2 separate regions of the Danio rerio genome follow, and region 2 is linked to region 1. The links are chromatin contacts, called in public HiCAR-type maps. All regions are on one chromosome and are shown on one strand. Each heading gives the region's core, a stretch centred on a gene start, on an enhancer-like site or on the middle of the called end of the contact. The rest is flanking DNA. Distances are from core to core; before and after follow the strand shown. Region 1 holds the start of ier3ip1 (immediate early response 3 interacting protein 1). Region 2 has its middle 62 kb from the start of smad2.

What was found. HiCAR-type assays count read pairs that join an accessible place to other places.
Region 2: a contact with region 1 is called in a HiCAR-type map of caudal fin, with 8 times the contacts expected there. The contact joins the enhancer-like site here to the promoter of ier3ip1 in region 1. A contact is called at or near these places in 7 of 18 Hi-C or Micro-C datasets (caudal fin, embryo, fibroblasts and 1 more) and 2 of 4 datasets of contacts at active chromatin or transcription factors (caudal fin and embryo).

The regions. Positions count from the first base shown.
Region 1 is chr10:16,748,040-16,750,902 of GRCz12tu, reverse strand. ier3ip1 (immediate early response 3 interacting protein 1) reads left to right here and starts at 1,597. Exons shown (of 3, transcript NM_001252373.3): 1 at 1,597-1,752. The coding sequence starts at 1,662.
Region 2 is chr10:17,146,073-17,149,190 of GRCz12tu, reverse strand. No RefSeq gene overlaps it. Among named protein-coding and RNA genes, the nearest start is that of smad2, 62 kb to the left of the region's middle. Within about 2 kb of position 1,435, at least 3 of the 62 cell types and tissues checked have an H3K27ac peak or open chromatin away from gene starts, as enhancers often do. A contact at or near this core is called in caudal fin, where this site is marked.

The DNA.
Region 1 (2,863 bases), core at 348-2,847:
CCTAGTACTGGCGTGCGGCTGAAAGGGCATCCGCTGTGTGAAACATTCATTCATTCATTCATTTTCTTGTCGGCTTAGTCCCTTTATTAATCCGGGGTCGCCACAGCGGAATGAACCGCCAACTTATCCAACAAGTTTTTATGCAGCGGATGCCCTTCCAGCCGCAACCCATCTCTGGGAAACATCCACACACACATTCACACACACTCATACAATACAGACAATTTAGCTTACCCAATTCACCTGTACCGCATGTCTTTGGACTGTGGGGGAAACCGGAGTACCCGGAGGAAACCCACGTGAAGGCAGGGAGAACATGCAAACTCCACACAGAAACGCCAACTGAGCCGAGGTTCAAACTAGCGACCCAGCGACCTTCTTGCTGTGAGGCGACAGCACTACCTACTGTGCCACTGCCTCGCCCCTGTGTGAAACATATGCTAGATAATTTGGCGGTTCATTATGCTGTGGCAACCTCTGATTAATAAATGGACTAAGGTGGAAATAAAATGAATGAAACTTGCCGTAGTGTATGTGTGTGAATGAGTGTGTATGGATGTTTCCCTGTAGGGCCGTGTGATTGAATCGCAATCGCAATTTGAAACGTCATGATAAACTAATCTCAAGAGGCTGTATTATGAAATATAATATACATAGGTATTATATATATGCAGGGCATCTGCTACGTAAAAATTTGCTGGATAAGTTGGCTGTTCATTCCGCTGTGGCAACCCTGAATTAATAAAGGGACTAAGCTGACAAGAAAATGAATGAATGAATATATGCAAATGCATATATACAAATGCAGGACTGCGTATGCGTGTGATAGCCTTACTAGCCAATTAAGTGAACACACTTTCGTTCTGCCCAATCAGAATTGCGCAACCGAACTAAAACAAACAGGAAAGTGCGGACAATTGCGATAATGTTGTCTCCTGCTTCAGAAGCATTAATAGACAAATATCTAAGAAAAACAGGACATCTGTAATATGGGAATATTTTGGTTTCATTGTCAAAGTCCAAAAAACTAAAAAAATAAAAAATAAATAAATAAAAAAACAGGTAAGTTTTAAAAGCTGTTGCCACGGCTTACAGAATACTGACCTGAAGTTTGACTACAAAATTACATTACAAATTGCAATATCTGTAACAATTACATATTTTTACATATTTTTCCCAAAGCCCTATTTCCCAGTATGGATTGCAGCTGAAAGGGCATCCACGGTGTAAAACATGTTGAATGAGTTGGCGGTTCATTCCACTGTGGCGTAATAAAAGTCAAAGGAAAATGAAAGACTGATCCATAATCCATGTATAAAGCTATTATATCCTGCATATTATAAGCTAACAGTGTCTTAGTGAAATAAAATAATGCCATAATTACTTTCCATAAGCAAAGAATACAGCAATAGGTCCTAAAAAAAGAAAATATATTTTCAATTATTCCGCTATTGAGGATATGACGCAGTGTTTGGCTCACACACAGTAGCCTACATGTATATAGAAGCAGTTGTACTATTATAATAGTTATATAAGAAATATATAAGTAATATAACATTATGCTTTACCTATAAACTCCTGTCAATCAAATCTTCCGGCGGCGCGCGTATGACGTGAGTTTGTTCGCGACGCAAGCCCTTGTACGTCAGCACAGTGCCAACATGGCGTTCACACTGTACGCATTGATTCAAACAGCGATATTATTCACAAATGCCATCGCTGTTCTTCACGAAGAGAGGTTTCTCAGCAAAAGTAAGTTATCGTGAATGTATTCAAAAAAGTTTGACGTTATGTTTATTTTGTAATTTAAATGCATGCGTTGCCATCTGGTTTGTTAGCTTGGAGTTTACGTCTCCAAATGGGAAGCAACCTAACGTTATGGAAATAAGAGGATGTTTGTTATTTTTATTGGCGGTTAGCTCATAATTTTTTTTTTGATATCAAGTGAACGATTTAGAGTTTGTTATTAAATAGTTCGCCATTGATTTAACTAATTTTATCTCCACCTGTTTACAAGTGTCAAATAGTTTGACTAAATCTACGAATGAATTGCTTTAACGTTAACGTTACCAATAACATTTTAGGTGAAATAAAACTAGACATCCTATTAGCATATCTCAAAGATGACAGTGACAAAAATGAATGTACAGCTAATTTTTTTTATTATTATTATTGTTATTATTATTATTATGCTTTACATTTGTTACTTATTTCTTAATGTCAGTTACTTAACACATGACAGAATTGAAAATATTATCAATTACAAAAATTAACTTCATTTGGCCCCCTCTCACTCATTCCTTTTACTGTTATTACTGAACTATTTTAATAAATATACTTGAAACAAGAACAACGAGACATTTGAGATAGGGGTAAAGTTGGTTTTATATTCACACATTCGTTCATTTAAAAGTCTCTATATTGTTTACCATGTTACTTTGAATATTTGATCGAAATTAGCATGCAAGTGTGACTTGAATACAATATTAACACTTTATTTCACTATGAACATTGTTGTACTTTGATAGTCAGTGGCTACTAATATGATTTTGCGATTTAGAGTTTGCTAATAATACTTTCATAAAATTATAGTATTGAGGGAAAAGTCTGAATGTGCGAATATGAAACCAACTTTACCTCTATCCATTTTAGCATCTGTATTAAATTAAATATACAGAAGTGATTACAAATTCATACTAAGCTTATTAAATGCAAGTAAAGTGCAACAAGTAAATGTTTAAACAACTTGTACAAACAAATATGTGAACATAACATGTCAAAATATGGGTGAAATATATAGTGTAATATAGCCTGTGCTCATTTAAATGTGCAAAGGAATCATCATACTATAGTAATACTATGA
Region 2 (3,118 bases), core at 186-2,685, 400 kb before region 1:
AACAACAGTAAAGTAGGTCAGTAGTAACAGATGACATCACTTATGACGGATTTTGTTTTCTTGCACAGCTGGATGATGACTTATGAAAAGTAATTGTTTGCATTGGCCAAAACTAAATGTTTGAAGTCACACCGAAGCAATAACTAATAAAAGGATTCTGCTTCTCTTTTTCGATTACTTATTTTCACAATTTATGATGGCATAGCAGTCAAAATAGGACAAATGAGCTTATGTTTGTATAGGACAAATTCTGGACGTTTGTCAGTAAGGGATAACGAATGTCCCCCCTGACTCCCTGGGTACGAGCCTGTGTGGGTCAGTCTTCATTTTTATAAGAGTTTATATTTTAACATTTGTTTTACAAGCATCAAATGTGGGTCCAGATTTCTGTGTTTAAATATGCTGAATGATCATTTATAGCCCAAACAAGGATTTATTTTTATGTGCGAGTGTGTATATTAACAATTAACCTAACTACATTGTACAGTACACATTGTGAAATGTGGATATGTGATGTACAGAACTGTAAACTTTCATTGTATGACATGTTTGTGGTTGTTAGAGGTACATTTTCAACATCTTTAAGATTTATCTTTTAGCATACATCAGGGTTGTTTAAAACTGCTTGTGGAGTGCAGGGTTTAGCACAAACATACCATACCTCCCTGGAAGTTCCAAGTATTCTTGAAGATTTTAATTAGCTAGATTCTGTTTTTTTATTTTAGGGTTGGAGTGAAACTCTGTAGGATTGTACACCTCTGGAATAGACTAAATGGGTGGATTCATTCAGCCATTCATATTCTATAGCTCTGGTGCCTAGATCTGCTCCACTGTTCTGCAGGGTTTATCTTCAAGATGAATTAAGTGCACAATAACCAGTTAATCAGGGTCTGAAGACTTCCAAGACAGGGTTTTGGTACTGGGTGAGAGGCAAAATCAGCAAGACATTAGCCCTACAGGAGCAGGATTGAACACCCTTACCTAGACTAAGGCTCCAGCCAAAATTGCATGCCATCTTGCGGGAGTAATTAATTAGTGACCCCTTAAAAATATGTTCTAATTAATATAATAGTGTTTGAATGTAATCTGGACATACCATATTTGACATTTGCATGTGACTTACCAGTACCAGGCGTATGCTATTCTTATATTCTTTTCACTGGCATCATGGGATGTCAATAGGATCTATTAGTGGCATCCAGGTACATTTTGCCTACCCTTATGAATACTCTAGATTTGAACAAGCTTCTGTGTTTGGTTGGTTTTATTCTGATGTTGGATGCAGCCTAGTTTTGTAATAACCCTTAGACCTAGTTTAGCTTGTTCGGGTATGTTTAAGAGGGCCTTGACTCTCCAGGACTAAACTCACCAACCCCCCTGGCACTCCTGTATTAGTCATTAAAACATGTGTTCTTTCTTTGACCACCAGAGGGTGCCAGAGCTTTAATAAAGAATGCTTGTGCATGTGTTGACAGTTCAGCTGCCCATCAAACATCTGGTGGTATGCTCTTGTTTGCTTCATTTAAGTACATAATGATGTTAAGTAAGGTTGTTTGATCTTCTTTTCGAAGTGCAACTGCTCTCCATTGTTCAGCTCCTAACTTTTTTTTTTTTTCTGATATTGGATGCAGCCTAGTTTTGTAATAACCCTTAGACCTTGTTTAGCTTGTTCGGGTATGTTTAACAGGGCCTTGACTCTACAGGACTAAACTCACCAACCCCCCTGGCACTCCTGTATTAGTCATTGAAACATGTTTTCTTTCTTTGACCACCAGGGGGTGCCAGAGCTTCAATAAAGAATGCTTGTGCATATGTTGACAGTTCAACTGCCCATCAAACATCTGTTGGTATGCTCTTGTTTGCTTCATTTAACTACATAATGATGTTAAGTAAGGTTGTTTGATCTTTTTTTCGAAGTGCTACTGCTCTCCATCGTTCAGCTCCTAACTCTAATAAAACACCTGAACGCAGTGTATTTCAGTAAATGTTATAAGTCACTGGCCTTTCAGAAGCAGGTTTTAATATAAAACACAAAGACCTATAACTGCTAATATGTATATCCACTGGAAAAAGTGATAAATTTCTCTAATATCTCTAGCGAAAGTGTTTAAGCCATCTCACTCTGAATCAACGTCCTTACCGATGGTTGGGTCTATGGGGGCCTTGATGTTAGGCAGGACCACATAGATCCAATCAAGTTGCTAAAAGCTCTGAGATGTATCACAGCATTCGTTAATCATTTCTCTCCTGTTAAAACCCCTCTTCATAGTCAGGATAGGCACTAAGTGGTTTCTCCAAGTTTCACCGTAATAGTTCATAATTTATGTAGCATTCGGTCTTGAAGTTGCATCTGGTTTGGCAGCATTTCACGGTGTAAACCCTGGCGGCTCATTAATGTGCACCAGAAAAACATTTCCCAAAAATGTATATTTATTTACAAACTGACTTACTGGAAATGTCTTCTGAATAGGCCTATTGGGTTTGCAACTTGTTTGATTTGAATAGGCATACAATTGGAGGATGCAGTCAATGTAGTATTGAAACAATGGAGGTCGTTTATTTTACATTTTTGCATTTGGCAGACTCTTATGATCCTGAGTTTCTGTGTGTTCAAGGTATATGTTTTATCATATATGCTTTTCCAGTTAATCGAACCCATGGTCACTTCCATGCAGAGTTCAGCTGGCTTTGTGTTAAGTTTAACCTGGAGGGGCCAGGGTCATGCAGAGTTTAGCGCCGACCCTAAACAAACTTTTTTACTGAGTACATTGAAACTTCTAGGCAGGTGTGTTGAGGCAAGTTGAAGTAAACTCTGCAGGCACCAGTCCATGTTTGGTGACCCCTGATCCATAATGTCAGCATAACTCTGATTTTATTTGTTGCAACCTTGGAAAGGAAAATCAGACAATGGTAAGGTTGTGGGTTTGATTCCCTATTAGTACCATTATCTTATGATTAAGCTGCAAGATCTAGGTATTCAAGGTTAAACAATTAGGTCTAACTATCAAAAATGTAAGCATCTTAATGTTTTCCTTTTTGGTATTTGTCCATGTCAATGCAAGCCAATGTCATGGGTTCAATACCTATGGAAAGCCTGACAACACTATAACGTGTCATT